4 separate regions of the Mus musculus genome follow, and regions 2, 3 and 4 are each linked to region 1. The links are chromatin contacts, called in public promoter capture Hi-C maps. All regions are on one chromosome and are shown on one strand. The core of a region is the stretch at or near the end of the contact, and the rest is flanking DNA. Distances in the headings are between cores, read along the strand shown. Region 1 holds the start of Nars2 (asparaginyl-tRNA synthetase 2 (mitochondrial)(putative)). Region 2 overlaps Gab2 (growth factor receptor bound protein 2-associated protein 2). Region 3 overlaps Gab2 (growth factor receptor bound protein 2-associated protein 2). Region 4 overlaps Tenm4 (teneurin transmembrane protein 4).

What was found. Promoter capture Hi-C pulls out the DNA fragments that hold promoters and counts their contacts.
Region 2: a promoter capture Hi-C map of fetal liver shows a contact between it and region 1, with 2.5 times the contacts expected there. The contact joins the enhancer-like site here to the promoter of Nars2 in region 1. A contact is called at or near these places in 10 of 39 promoter capture datasets (the 3T3-L1 cell line, 3T3-L1-derived adipocytes, the C10 cell line and 7 more), 2 of 484 Hi-C or Micro-C datasets (the G1E-ER4 cell line and myocytes), 2 of 115 datasets of contacts at active chromatin or transcription factors (acute myeloid leukemia and bone marrow-derived macrophages) and 2 of 9 other capture datasets (adipose tissue and macrophages).
Region 3: a contact with region 1 is called in a promoter capture Hi-C map of the C10 cell line. The contact joins the enhancer-like site here to the promoter of Nars2 in region 1. A contact is called at or near these places in 4 of 39 promoter capture datasets (the C10 cell line, the HPC-7 cell line, macrophages and 1 more), 1 of 484 Hi-C or Micro-C datasets (nephron progenitors), 1 of 115 datasets of contacts at active chromatin or transcription factors (bone marrow-derived macrophages) and 1 of 9 other capture datasets (macrophages).
Region 4: a contact with region 1 is called in a promoter capture Hi-C map of erythroid cells, with 2.5 times the contacts expected there. The contact joins the enhancer-like site here to the promoter of Nars2 in region 1. A contact is called at or near these places in 5 of 39 promoter capture datasets (embryonic stem cells, erythroid cells, fetal liver and 1 more), 2 of 484 Hi-C or Micro-C datasets (the HPC-7 cell line and erythroblasts) and 1 of 9 other capture datasets (macrophages).

The regions. Positions count from the first base shown.
Region 1 is chr7:96,949,935-96,953,261 of GRCm38.p6, reverse strand. It overlaps Nars2 (asparaginyl-tRNA synthetase 2 (mitochondrial)(putative)), which reads right to left and starts at 1,735. Exons shown (of 14, transcript NM_153591.4): 1 at 1,318-1,735. The coding sequence starts at 1,458.
Region 2 is chr7:97,182,172-97,185,498 of GRCm38.p6, reverse strand. All of the region lies in intron 1 of Gab2 (growth factor receptor bound protein 2-associated protein 2), which reads right to left. Among named protein-coding and RNA genes, the nearest start is that of Gab2, 100 kb to the right of the region's middle. Within about 2 kb of position 1,833, at least 38 of the 459 cell types and tissues checked have an H3K27ac peak or open chromatin away from gene starts, as enhancers often do. A contact at or near this core is called in the G1E-ER4 cell line, the HPC-7 cell line, acute myeloid leukemia and 2 more, where this site is marked.
Region 3 is chr7:97,149,616-97,152,942 of GRCm38.p6, reverse strand. The region is part of intron 1 of Gab2 (growth factor receptor bound protein 2-associated protein 2); the gene reads right to left. Among named protein-coding and RNA genes, the nearest start is that of Gab2, 70 kb to the right of the region's middle. Within about 2 kb of position 1,667, at least 10 of the 459 cell types and tissues checked have an H3K27ac peak or open chromatin away from gene starts, as enhancers often do.
Region 4 is chr7:96,777,310-96,780,636 of GRCm38.p6, reverse strand. It overlaps Tenm4 (teneurin transmembrane protein 4), which reads right to left. Exons shown (of 33, transcript NM_001310762.1): 16 at 2,618-2,818. Among named protein-coding and RNA genes, the nearest start is that of Gm15413, 23 kb to the left of the region's middle. Within about 2 kb of position 1,761, at least 8 of the 459 cell types and tissues checked have an H3K27ac peak or open chromatin away from gene starts, as enhancers often do. A contact at or near this core is called in erythroblasts, erythroid cells and fetal liver, where this site is marked.

The DNA of each region.
Region 1 (3,327 bases), core at 486-2,985:
TAATGAATAACATGCTATTCAATTATACTCTGAATATCATTCACATGTAAACAATATAAACATATTTTTATTTTTGAATATATTTATATTTTTATATTTCCTTACTCCTCAAAGTTATTATATATTTTACTCTTACAACACACCTCCATGCAGTTGAAACACACTCAGGTGCTCAGAGCCACAAGTTGACTAGCAGTTTCCATATTATACCACTAAGCACCCAAATAAAAGGTCTGTTACCTCCGTAGTAGGTTCAGTTCATCTTTGACTCTTCTTTTGTTCATCACACAAATCAAGGTACAAAGAGTACAGCAAACAGTTTTGATAACTTTTGATTGGGATCATGGAACAAGTAATAAACCCAAAGAAATGCAAGGAAGAACAGCTTGGTCATAGTGCCAGATATCAGGAATATGGGTAAGACCTATTAGTTTATTTCAGTAATTCAAGAGGAAACAGCCAAGCACCAGTCTTACTCTTTCTGTGCTTTTAGGAATTTATTCAAAGCTGTCACAAATAACAGCATCTAACACTGACTGAGAGGCCTCTGTTCTAAATAGCCTGTCTTCATTAACCCGTTTAATTTTCAGAACTCTCCAAAATATAGACTATTATCTCCATTTTCATAAGAGAAACTGGGGCCTGAGGCACTGTCGTGACATGCCTATAAGTAACAAGCTACATAGTAGGGCAAGCGAATTAAGCCAAGGCAACTGCAGCCCTTAGCTTGTCAAACTACAACATTCTGCTCTTTCTCCTAGTTTAAATACATGGAAATCTCAGGAGCCTGAGTGACTGAAATTGAAAAGGTATGGATTCTCCTGTGTCCAACTTGTGTACAATGAGCCGCAGTGAGCAACTGAGGATAGCTATGAATGCAGCCCAACACGGACTCGTAAACTTTGAGACTTTTTAACTGGAGGGTAGAGGCGGTAACTCAAGTATGAACTTGGTAGGTGGAGACCTCATGTTGCAATGTCAAAAGGCTGGACACACCTGGAACCACTATTTCCTGCCAGCCAGGTGAACAGGAAAAAAGGAAAGACAGAATTTCTGTTCTCAAGGAACTAGGGCAAAGCATCCCAAGTTATTACTATAAAACTAAATAAATAAATAAATAAATAAGGGAGTGTTCATTTCAACTTTTCCGCATGATTAAAGTGTTTACAAGAAACCCCTAGGTGTCATGAAAACTCAGCTGCTGCACTTGTGATCGTCAGAACGATTTGCAAAAATAACAGTGCGGTCCCAGAAGTGTAGACTCTGGAGACAGCTCAAGTCAAGCAAGCTCAGGCAGCAGTCTTTCCACACACCCACCTGCACCGTTACGCACTCCCCTCTCGCGTCCTGGACCCTGAGGGCGTCCCGCACGCGCATTTTGGCAGACGCGCGGGGCCTGGGGCAGGAAACGGAGGAACAGAGGCGCAGCGCGCCGAGCAGGCGCCGGGCCCCGAGCATGGCGAGACCGGACAGGGTTCCACGGGATGCCGGGCTACGTCCCGGCTCACAGTCCCCGAGAGCAGCCTTTTTCAGCCGCGCAGTCCTGCCGTCATGCGCTCCTGTCGCTCTTCCCTCCGCGCCCCGAGCAGTTCCCACGGGACCCCACCTCCGCGTCCCGCTCCCGAAAGCACAGAAGGTTCGACTACACGGAACACAGCGGTCAGTGTCACACCGTACATGGGACCGGAGTGCAGACCCAGACTTAAAGCACGTTGCAACTGAGCTACGTCACCCCGTGCTCGCTCTTCCGTCATCACGCTGGGTGGAGTCTGAGCATGCGTGATTGTGTCCGGGAGCTCGTGAGGCGCCGCACCGGTAGGGGCGGTGCAGGAGCTGAGGTGGGCGGGGCTAAGGCGCAAGGGCTGTCTCAGGTTTCTCAGAAATAGCTACTGTTGGGTCATCTCTAGGGAGACTGAGGAATACTTGTGGGCAGTATTGACAGATGCAGAAGGCAAGTGTCTGTGCAGAGTCTTAGGGGTGGAGAGGAGTTCTGAGCTCTGGGAAGTCAGTCTCCAGACGTAGTACCTGCTGAAGTCACTGTTGGGTGGTAGCCAAACAATTCGTTGCTTAAAAAGGAGCTTTGCCTGCCAGAATGGGCAAATCTTTTCTCTTACTTGCATTTGTTTGAAAAGAAAAAAATGGCCTTTGCATATATTCAGCTACATTTTAAGTTTACACAAAAATATTTTTTCGTAACTCAGTGAGACACATGATAATGCTTTTATCTAGTTAAACAAGAAAAGGTCAAAATAAGGACTAATTAAGTTGCCACGATGAGACACCATACATAGTCCTGTTCATCAAGGAGCTTATGATGAAAAGATGTTGGTTGGGGAACAGAGACAGAGAGGGAGAGATAGAGACACAGAGACAGACAAAGAGACAGTGAGACAGAAACCGAGAGAAACCATCACATTATACCCAGCAAGAGCACACATAGATATGTGTGTGGTAAGTGGAGTGGCGACCCAGAGAAAGAGATAATTAGGCTGAGTTTGAGGAAGGTTAGAATTTTTCCAGATGAGAATGTCAGAAATTTTCCTGTAAGAGGAGGACAGGAAAATCTGCTGGGAAGGAAAATGGCCTGAAAGAATTGTAAAACTCTTCTCTGGACAGACTTGAAAATATCTCCAATAAAAATACTTTGGGGCACTTCTGGAACCTTGAGAAAGGAAAAATCAAAAACTTGTAGCCTTCCAAATATGTAGAGATAGCTTATATCTTAAAGTATAAAAGTATATTCGATACCCCCCCCAAAAAAAAAAGTGAAACCAGCAACCAGCAAGCTCAATTTCTCTTCAGGTTAATTCTTCTGTCTCATCTTTCTTCCTCCTCTTTGCTCTGCTAAGTCTCAGGGAGACTATCTTCCTCTACTTAAGGCAAAGGGTTAATTAGGAAACTAAGCAGAGAACCATTGTTCAGTAACTCAAGGGAAAGGGACCCCAGTGGGTAAAATGGGAAATTAGCAGTGGGTAATCTAAAGTGTGTAGTGAAAGCTGATCACTGCCTGCAAGCTTTGTGCTCAGACCCAACTGCTCCCGTTTATCCTTTACTGTGTTAAATTCTATCTTCTGATTTGCTTTCAGTGTTTGGATCCACACGTCTGCCTTTAGATTCATCGCCTTCCCGATAGCAGCAGGAATGACATTTCTAACGTGAATGTTGTACCGTGCCAGCCATAATGATAGGTAGAGTGTCACAGAGTGGCTGTTCCCTGCCAAGAACTCCTCACGTCTTAACTCCATCATCACAGTCACTCTTGCTTAGAAGAAACTGAAGTTTAGAGTTTTTGCCGTATACCCCAAGTTACTTACAGTCTTGTTTCAT
Region 2 (3,327 bases), core at 584-3,083, 230 kb before region 1:
TGGTTTGGATTTTAAATATCCCTCAAAAGTTCATGTGTTGAAGACTAGTCCACAATGTAGCAGTGTTAAAAAAAACATAGTGAAGTACTTTTGTGAGAGTTCCCATAGATTAATGAGCTGATGAGAGGTGGTAGAAACTTTAGGAGGTGGGACTGGTTGGAAGAAGTAGGTCACTCAGGGTGTATACCTGAAGGGTTTTATTTTGTCTATATCTTTTCTTCTTTCTCTTTAGCTTCCTGCTCACCAGACTATGAACAGCTCTGCTCAACCACAAATGCCATGCTTTTGTTTTGTCTCACTACAAGGCCCAAAGTCAACAGTAAGTAAGCATGGACTAAAAGCCCTGAAACCATGAGCTTGGACTTTCATCTGAGGCATTTTCTGACTTATTTGGCTTCAAGATTTAAGTATATCAAGTTCAATGTAATTCACCCACAAATGTATAAAGCTTGAAGGGGAGGCAGTATTAAAAAGAACCATTGAGAATCAGGCTGGTATCACTAAGGCACTTGACACAGGACTTCCAAGTAAAGCAGGCCAGTCACTAATATCACAGCAATCCAGGGAAGAAACACAATGTTGGTACTTGCTACACTTTCCCCCAAAGAAATAATACCCAGAAAGTATGTTACTACAGTGACAAAAACATGACATATGAAGATAACCACTGGCATCTGAGAACTTCCGTGATGTGTCAATACTACACCACACTCCCCAGTATTGGTTTTTAAACACTCATGGCAATTAGGAGGTGGGACTAGTTGCTACCTTAATTTACAGATGAACTAATTCAGTTGATGAAGTGGTTAAACATCTTGCTTCTTTAAGCACCTAGGTAAAAATGCCAGTTTGATCTCAGGTTAGCTATGTGACCTTAGGCAAATCCCTCAGTTTTTCTGGACTCCTAATCCTAAAAATGAGATAAAGTTTCTCTTGTCACTCACCAAATGTTGTCAGGGATTACATGATATACAGAAAACCAAAATGTAAAGAGCCTATTAAAATGTTGTATCTTGTTTCAACTACACTGCAGTTGCTGGTGGGAAGAGGCCACGCCATACATTTTTTAAATTTCTGAAAGTAAGACTATATTTGTATGCTGATAAAAATTATTAAGCCATCTTTGATCCATCTGCAGAGCCCCCATTTCCTTATCAAATGGCATGTGTGAACTTGTATGACAGCCATGAAGTCTTAGGAAGGAAGTAGTTCCTGAAAGGTATGGTGGTTAAAAGAGCACTTATGAGGCTTATGGTCACAAGAGTGGGAACTAACACAGCAGCAGGAGGGGAGTGGCAGCAGATAAGCCAAAGACAACTTGCTTCAGACAGACAGCAGAATGATAAGATGAATGATAGAAAGACCATGTTGGCAAGAGTGCAGTCAAAGATAAATTAAGGAATGCAGATGGCTGTTACCACAGCGCAGAAACAACAGAAAGACCAAATGAAGGTAGGAACAATGGAAAATCAGAAAGAAAGCTCTTTGTGCTTCAGCAGCTTACACAAAGGCAGGAGTTGGGTGCAAACTCCAGAAGGTTGGCTCCTACACTCTGTGAACCTTGAGCCATACTCTTATTTCTAAAGAGTTTTTTTTTTTTTTTTCTAATTGTGAATGCTTCTGATCTAGGGCTTTCACTCAAAGGAAGGAAACTGGCATAGCAGTTAATCTGTCTCAGCTGCTGTGCTGTCCTCCACCCCATTTTCAGAAATAATGGGAAGCAGCACTGGGAAAAGAAGCATCTGGTTGCAGTGAAGATCCATTCCTCCCTGGGCGGGAGCTGCCGTCTCATTCTTGGAAATCACAACAATCAAGAATGGAGAATCATTCTTTCATCCCTTCTCACAGCATTATCCCAGCGACCTCATCCCTAACAATGGCATGGTTTGTGTTATGCCTTCTCTCCATCCCTCCCCTCTCCACTCATGCACAACAGAGATGCTATGCTCCAGGGGCCACAGAAGTTCACTTCTGACAGTCTACAAGGGTCAGGATGCTCCTGCAGAAGGAGCTGTCGGCAGATAAGATGGGAAAAGATCTAGTATTAACTAAGAGGAATGGGAAGGATTGTTTTTCTATAACCAGCAAAAGAATTTAATGACTTCCGGAGTGGAAAGTGAGATTTAAAAAGAAATTCTTTCATGTTGTTCAAGGCTATCTGTTGGTACACTGTGCTTGAAAAATAATCTAGTTATTTCAAGATTTTTAAAGATGTTCACTTCTCCTTTTACTCAACATTTATTATTTCCAACAACTGGTATTAAGGAAATAATTCAAAAGAAAAAAATGACATACACATAAAAATCTTTATTGTAACACATTTAGGGAGAAAACATGGTAGTTTCTGTTCTATATTTTTCTCCCTCATGGATATCCCTTTCTAACTTACCCTCAAGCTTTAGAATGTTTGGGGCTGAAAAGTTGGCTGGATCAGTAAAGTGCTTGTGCTATAAGCATGAAAATCTGAGTTCAGACTCCTGGCACCCATATAAAAGCTGGGTATGATGGCACAAGTCTGTAACTTTTCCAGAAAAGGAAGATCACTAGGGGTCACTGGCCAACTAGACTAGCTGAATCACTGAATCCCCAGGTTCAATAAGAGACTATCTAAAAAATATTGTTGGAATCAAGAAGTATACTTAATATTGACTTTGGGCCTCTACATGTATCCAAACAAATACATTTCACTCCACTCACTCCACTCCACACACACACACACACACACACACACACACACACACACACACACACACACACAGAGAGAGAGAGAGAGAGAGAGAGAGAGAGAGAGAGAGAGTAAAGAACATAATATTGATGTTATGGCTCTTGACAGAAGCAAGTATGATAAAAATTAGAAACTTTTCCACAATGTAAAGAAGATGTACTATAAATATAATTTACTTATATGATTAGCTGCACTTAGGAAAGACTGACTTTAGAAACCTTATATTAATTTGTCAAGAGGTATTATTAAAATGCATGAACTTACACATTCAGTACTCCTTTGGATTCAAGGCACTGTGCTGAGGATAAAACAGCAACCAATAAGGTCTGGGACCTCACAGACTAATATAAAGCAGAATTATAAAGTAGAAACAAATAATCATGATAAAGCATGATCCTTATTGTAATAAAGAGGAAAACAGTATGTTTTGAAGGAGCTAGAAAAGGCCAGAAGAGGTTAAGAAATTTGTACTCTATTCTAAGGATAGCATAATAGAAGAATGCTGTAACTGGGTTTGTGTTCTGGGAAGATCACTCTGCTGTATGAAAAGCTCAAGAGTGAGACTAGGACTAGGTAAATCAACTTTGAGGTATCTATGATCT
Region 3 (3,327 bases), core at 418-2,917, 200 kb before region 1:
GCTTTTATCTGAGATATCTAATATAGTTGCAACTAGGCACATACATGTACATAGCACTTGGAGTGTAGCCAGTGCAATTGAGAAAGGAAATTTTTAATTTTATTTAGTTTTCATTTAGTAAAATTTAAATAATTATTCATGGCCTCTGTGTTAGAGAGTCTAGGTCTGAATTAAAATAAGGAATCTTGCGAATCCAAACAGCACCTGAAACTAACATAGAAAAACACTGATATGCAACTGAATCTCTAGAGAGAGAGGTAAAACACACTAAAGTCTCTCATTCCTGACATTTTATGACCCAGCATCCCAGGCTTAGCCTGAGTTTCTCTCATTTCTAATATGATCATATGTGACCTGGTTGCTTTTAACCTCAAGCTGGCACTATGAGAAGAGCTGAAATAAGTGAAATTTGCTTGTGTTCTTCTAGAGCCTGGGCCTGGATATTGTTGAAAGAATGACAGCAACTCTCTAATGGGGGAAATAATGTAGAAGGTCTGTTATGTTCCAGAGACCATTAATAACTCCTCATAATCATCAGGTAGCAGGAGCCATGCTTTCAAGGAAGTTTATAGGAAGGTTAAGTGATTTGCACAACGTGCCCCATCTTTTTTTTCCATTTTTATTAGGTATTTAGCTCATTTACATTTCCAATGCTATACCAAAAGTCCCCCATACCCACCCACCCCCACTCCCCTACCCGCCCACTCCCCCTTTTTGGCCCTGGCGTTCCCCTGTTCTGGGGCATATAAAGTTTGTAAGTCCAATGGGCCTCTCTTTCCAGTGATGGCCGACTAGGCCATCTTTTGATACATATGCAGCTAGAGTCAAGAGCTCCGGGGTACTGGTTAGTTCATAATGTTGTTCCACCTATAGGGTTGAAGATCCCTTTAGCTCCTTGGGTTCTTTCTCTAGCTCCTCCATTGGGAGCCCTGTGATCCATCCATTAGCTGACTGTGAGCATCCACTTCTGTGTTTGCTAGGCCCCGGCATAGTCTCACAAGAGACAGCTACATCTGGGTCCTTTCGATAAAATCTTGCTAGTGTATGCAATGGTGTCAGCGTTTGGATGCTGATTATGGGGTGGATCCCTGGATATGGCAGTCTCTACATGGTCCATCCTTTCATCTCAGCTCCAAACTTTGTCTCTGTAACTCCTTCCATGGGTGTTTTGTTCCCAATTCTAAGGAGTGCCCCATCTTTTTTATTTTATATTCTAATTATGTCTGTGGAGGTAGAGGTGTGTGTGTGTTGCTGATAAATAAAATAAGAGTGTGAAGAATACACTAGAAGAGAGTCAGGAAAGGTAACTGAACAGGTGATCTGATCTGGATGGGGGCTATGTCTTCTTGAATAACAACACTACAGAGTAAACTACCTATGCCAAAGACTGGGTCTGGCCAGCAATACAGCTTTCAAGTACTAATGGGAAAGGCAAAAATCAAGGACAAACACACAAGGGACTTTTCTGAAGGTCAAAAAGGCAATAATAAATGCCAAGCCCAGAAAAGCTTTTAAATCTGACCTTTTCCTCTGCTGAAGCCATTCGCCTTCCAGCATCTTCAATCTAATAGACTGAAGTGGGCTCTTAGGAGAGAACTGGGCTGGTCTTTTCCTTAATGCTGCCTCTCCATCACTACTCAAGCAGAAGCAGTATTACTGGTAATTACATCATTATACCGTAATGGAACACATGTGGTGCAAGTGAAATAGCCCAGCAGCCCTTTAGTTGAGGAGAGGAGAAAAGAACTCCCCACTCACTGTTTCATTTTTTGTTAACCCTCCAAGTTCTGGCTCATTTTCAAAGACAAAATGCTCTTAGGATATTTCACAATCACAAAATTAGAGTCCTGAGGTGGAGATTCGTTGAAGAATGGGAGTGAACTTAATATTTTAGTGTAAGGGCAATTCTCCCCTGGAATAGGTAAAGCCTACGTCAAGCATAGTCTTTGCTGTGAATATGCGACAGTGTGGAAATAACTTGCAGCTCACAAGTTTCGGTGTCTTCATCCATAAAGAACAGCAATGCTCCAGTACAGCAGATTCTAAAATGTCAGTGGAAATAATTGAGATCGGACCAAATGACCTCAGGAGCTTGATCCTCCTACTCTCAGCCCTATCCTTCTGTTATATAAAAAGACTCCAATAAGAAAGAGAGAGTGGAGGAAAATATGGAAGGCTAACTCCAATTGGATTCTTGCCTCTGCTCTATCCATATATTAGCATCAGATCATTATCCACAACATCCTCAACATTTTCAAAGGACAGGTTCAGAACATACAAAACCATCACAGAAAGTCTCTTCCAACAGAGAGTAGTGAAGCAAGTTTCAAATGCTTCTCTAGGGTACTTTAGAAAATTGAAAGTATGTGGGAGTTTAGCATAAATTACATGTTAACAAAGCAAATACAAAACAGAGCTGATTTTTTAAAATGGTTTAAAAAATGTTTTCTTATATGTAAGGGAAAATTACTTAAGAGAGCTCAAAGAATCAAAACATACAAAAACTACACATCAACTGTTCCATACACTTCAGAACCTTAGAATTGTCCCTTCTAGAGCAAAGAAAACCAACTTTAATAAATCAAACAACACAGTCCTAAAATTTAACTTTAAAAATATTATCATGCTGATTTTTCAAGGATGTAAGATAACTGTAGAGCTTCTGGCTATGATAAATAAGGCTGCTATGAACATAGTGGAACATGTGTCCTTATTACCAGTTGGAACATCTTCTGGGTATATGCCCAGGATAGGAATTGCTGGATCTTCCAGTAGTACTATGTCCAATTTTCCGAGGAACCGCCAGACTGATTTCCAGAGTGGTTGTAACAGCTTGCAATCCCACCAACAATGGAGGAGTGCTCTTCTTTCTCCACATCCTCGACAGCATCTGCTGTCACATGAATTTTTGATCTTAGCCATTCTGACTGGTGTGAGGTGGAATCTCAGGGCTGTTTTGATTTGCATTTCCCTGATGATTAAGGATGTTGAACATTTCTTTAAGTGCTTCTCAGACATTCCGTATTCCTCAGAGAATTCTTTGTTTCTGTGTACCCCATTTTTAAAATAGGGTTATTTGATTTTCCTGGAAAGAACCCAGATGTCCCTCAACAGAGGAATGGATACAGAAAATGTGATACATTTACACAATGGAGTACTACTCAGCAATTAAAAACAATGAATTCATGAAATTCTTAGGCAAATGGATGGATCTGGAGGATATCATCCTGAATGAGGTACCCAATCACAAAAGAACACACATGATAATGCACTCACTGATAAGTGGATATTAGCCCAGAAGCTTAGAATACCCAAGATACAATTTGT
Region 4 (3,327 bases), core at 512-3,011, 170 kb after region 1:
TATCTGCTTCAGGGTTTCTCCCCAGCACAGGACTCTCCTATGTCTTTCTGCATGAGTCCACATACATGTCTGACATCAGCTATAGCCACAAGGATGGACCTATGACTAAGGAGGATGAGATCAAATGAATCCTGTGTGTGTGTGTGTGTGTGTGTGTGTGTGTGTGTGTGTGTGTATGCACAGGTGTGGAGGTAGTACACACACACAAGCATGAGAATGAATACAGAGGTCAGAGATCAATATTGTCTTTCTCCCTTGATGGCTTTCAACATTTAGTTTTTGAGACGCAATTTCTAACTGGACCTGGAGCTCACTGATTCTGCTGCACTGGCTGGCTAGAGTGCCCTTGGGATTCACCTGTCTATGCCCTCCCTCTCCAGCCCCCCCCCCCACGCCCCCTCCCCCCGCCCAGTGCTGGGGTTACAGATTCATAATGTAGCACCTGGCATTTTACAGGAGTGCTGGGGATTGGCTTCAAATCCTCATGCTTGCACAGCATTTGCCTACTGAGCCATCTCTCTAACCCCCTTCTCTCGGGTTTGTCATCATTGTATTCACAGACAACTGAAGAGCACTCAGAAAGCTCAGCTGAAGCTATCTCTACCTCCCCCCGGCTGTGGAGTTTCATTGGGGTTTAACAGTGCAAGACTCGGGTTATAGACCCATCGTAAATTAGCTTTTCGGCCACATAATGAACAATACAAGGCAGCGTGGCTTTAAGAGGACCATTTATTATATTGCAATAAACAGAGCTATATAAAGAGAATTATTCCTGAGACTCTGCACATCTGTGCTCACAATCATGTCTTTACGTGAGCTTTGCAAACAGGGATAAAAGTCCAATTTAGACAGTGCATTGAACAGCAATTCTCCATTCAGCACGAAAGGTAATTCAAGGTATTCTAAAGGCATGAATGCGGCATGGGTCTCATTTTAGAAAAAGGTCAAAGCCATCTCTCTTGATCATGATCAGAACTGTTAATCTATACCATAATGAGCTGGTTTGAGCTTTGCAGTGTGGAGCGGTTGGTTGGACAGTGATTTGAGGTAAGTCTCCTTTCTCCACTTCGCAGAATTCGTGCACTGCCAAGCGGGCACTTTCCTATCTCTCTGTCATATCTAGCTAAAAATCGTACCCATTACACAGTAGGTGTGCTAAAGTGTGGTGTGAATTGGAAAGGGGGATGCTGATTAGTTTCTTTCAAGGGGTTTGTATTGAGTAAATGACTTGTTAGATGTGTATAAAGCCTACTGGTAACAATACTGTACAAGGTAGTCCAAGTGTGTTCTCATTTAATCCTCTTTTGCGGGTCTAAACAGGGCGGTGCTTATAGAGAGAAGGTTGGTAATGTATTATTCTTTGTAGAACCGGATGCCCTATCATGTGGCTGTCTGCCTGCCCATCCATCTATCCATTCATCCGTCTGTCTGTCCATTCATTATCTATCCATCCATCCATCTGCCTGTCTGTCCATTCATTATCTATCCTTCTGTCCATCTGTCTTTACCAAGCAGGTGTAGTAGGCCAGGCCTATGTTGAGTCCTGGGATTGTATCCACTAACAGACACACTTGCTACAGCATAACCATGGTAATTGCTGTCCAGTATAAGCACTAAGCCAGAAAAGAATTGGGGGGCAGATTTCAGAGGACCTTAAAATCCATACTGAGCTCATCTTTCATTCTGAGGAAAGGACAGAGCTAAAAGGACAGCCTGGCAGGGCAGGTGCTTCCCCATGACCCCTATTCTTGTAGCTCTCTCAGGCCCCCTTGTGGCCTTGCACTAGATAAGTCTCAGTAAAACACATCTGGAATCATAGGCGCTACTGTCAGTGTTGATAAACGACACTTGCTATCATTTCACATTGAATGTTCCTCACAGGCTCTTATGCTACACGCTTTGCCCTTATCTGGTGATGATACTTTGGGATGTTCTGGAAGCCTGGAGAGCTGGAACACAGCTGGAGGCAGCAGGTCACTGCTATGGTTTGAATGTGTCTGCCAAAGGCACAGGTGTTAGCATCCTGTGCCCCTAGCTAGTTGTGCTATTTGAGCAGGTTGTGGGGCCTCTAAGAGGTAGAGCCTTAATGGAAGTAGTGTGTCATTGTGGGTGGGCCTGGGGGTTTATAGCCTGTCCTCACTTCTTCTTCAGGCTCCCTGACTATGTATTTTGTCACAACAACCAGGCAAGTAATCAACACTGCCACTGTGGACACACCCTGTGAGTATCCCCGCCTCCTCCCTCCTGGCTCTTGCTCTACAAAAGATGGCATGCCCTAAGCAATCCTGGAAAGAACTTTCTGAAAAACTGTGATCCGACACGAATCTTTCCTCCTTGAATTCATTCTCTCATCATTCTGGTTAGAGCTATGCAGAAATGCCCAGTACAACACAGTTTAGAATCCCAAGGCTGAACAAGGGGAGGGTGTAAGTTTTTAAATTATCTGCTCACCAAGAGGAAAGGCATCAAAGATTAGAATGTAAGGGCAAGGAAGAGGAAATGAGTCCACAGCAGGAGGAGTTTGCAGTTAGGGCCACACCCCCACCAGTGCTGAAAGGTTAAATTGTAACAGTCGAACCCACCCTCCACCCTCGCCAACCCTTTCCCCGGTATTTACCAATGGAACAGTCGTGTCCAGTCCAGCTTGGGTCACAGTTGCAAAGTCCTGTGTCTGGGAGGAAGGTTCCGTGGCCTGAGCACTGGTCCAAGCATGTGGCCCTGGGTGTCTCGCAGTTGGTGCCTCCCCATCCCACAGAGCAGTGGCACTCGCCTCTGACACAGACACCCCTGCTGGAACATGTGGGGTCCATGCAGTCCACTGTGACAGGGAAGGAAGATGGTACAGTGAGTATTGGGACAGCAGTGTGAGACTCTTGGGAAGGACAACACTGTTAATCTGTCCACTAGGGGAGGTAACAGGTTCAGTAAAGAGTAGGATTTCAGTGAATGGTGGACCTGAGTTCCCAGTTCTCCAAGACTGTTTCGTCACCTGAAAAATGTGGCTACAAGTCCCTGCCCTTTGGCTTGTGAGGTAAACTGAGTATTAATGTCCAACAAGCATCAGCATGGCACCCAGAGCCTACCATGTTTGCAAAAACTGCAACGAGGGAGGAGGAGTCTCAGATGGGGGAACTAGGGTTCAGAAGGACACACAGATAAAATCGATCAGAAAGGATTTTCCTCTAATGCGTATGTGTGTATGCACCCAATTGTGCACATGTGTGTGAGTGAGCACATCTCTCTCTGTGTGTGTTGTATGTATATACAAGTCGACTAAGAGCAAGATGCTGGCAAGATGCTGGGTGCCTTCCTCTACTGTTTTCTGCT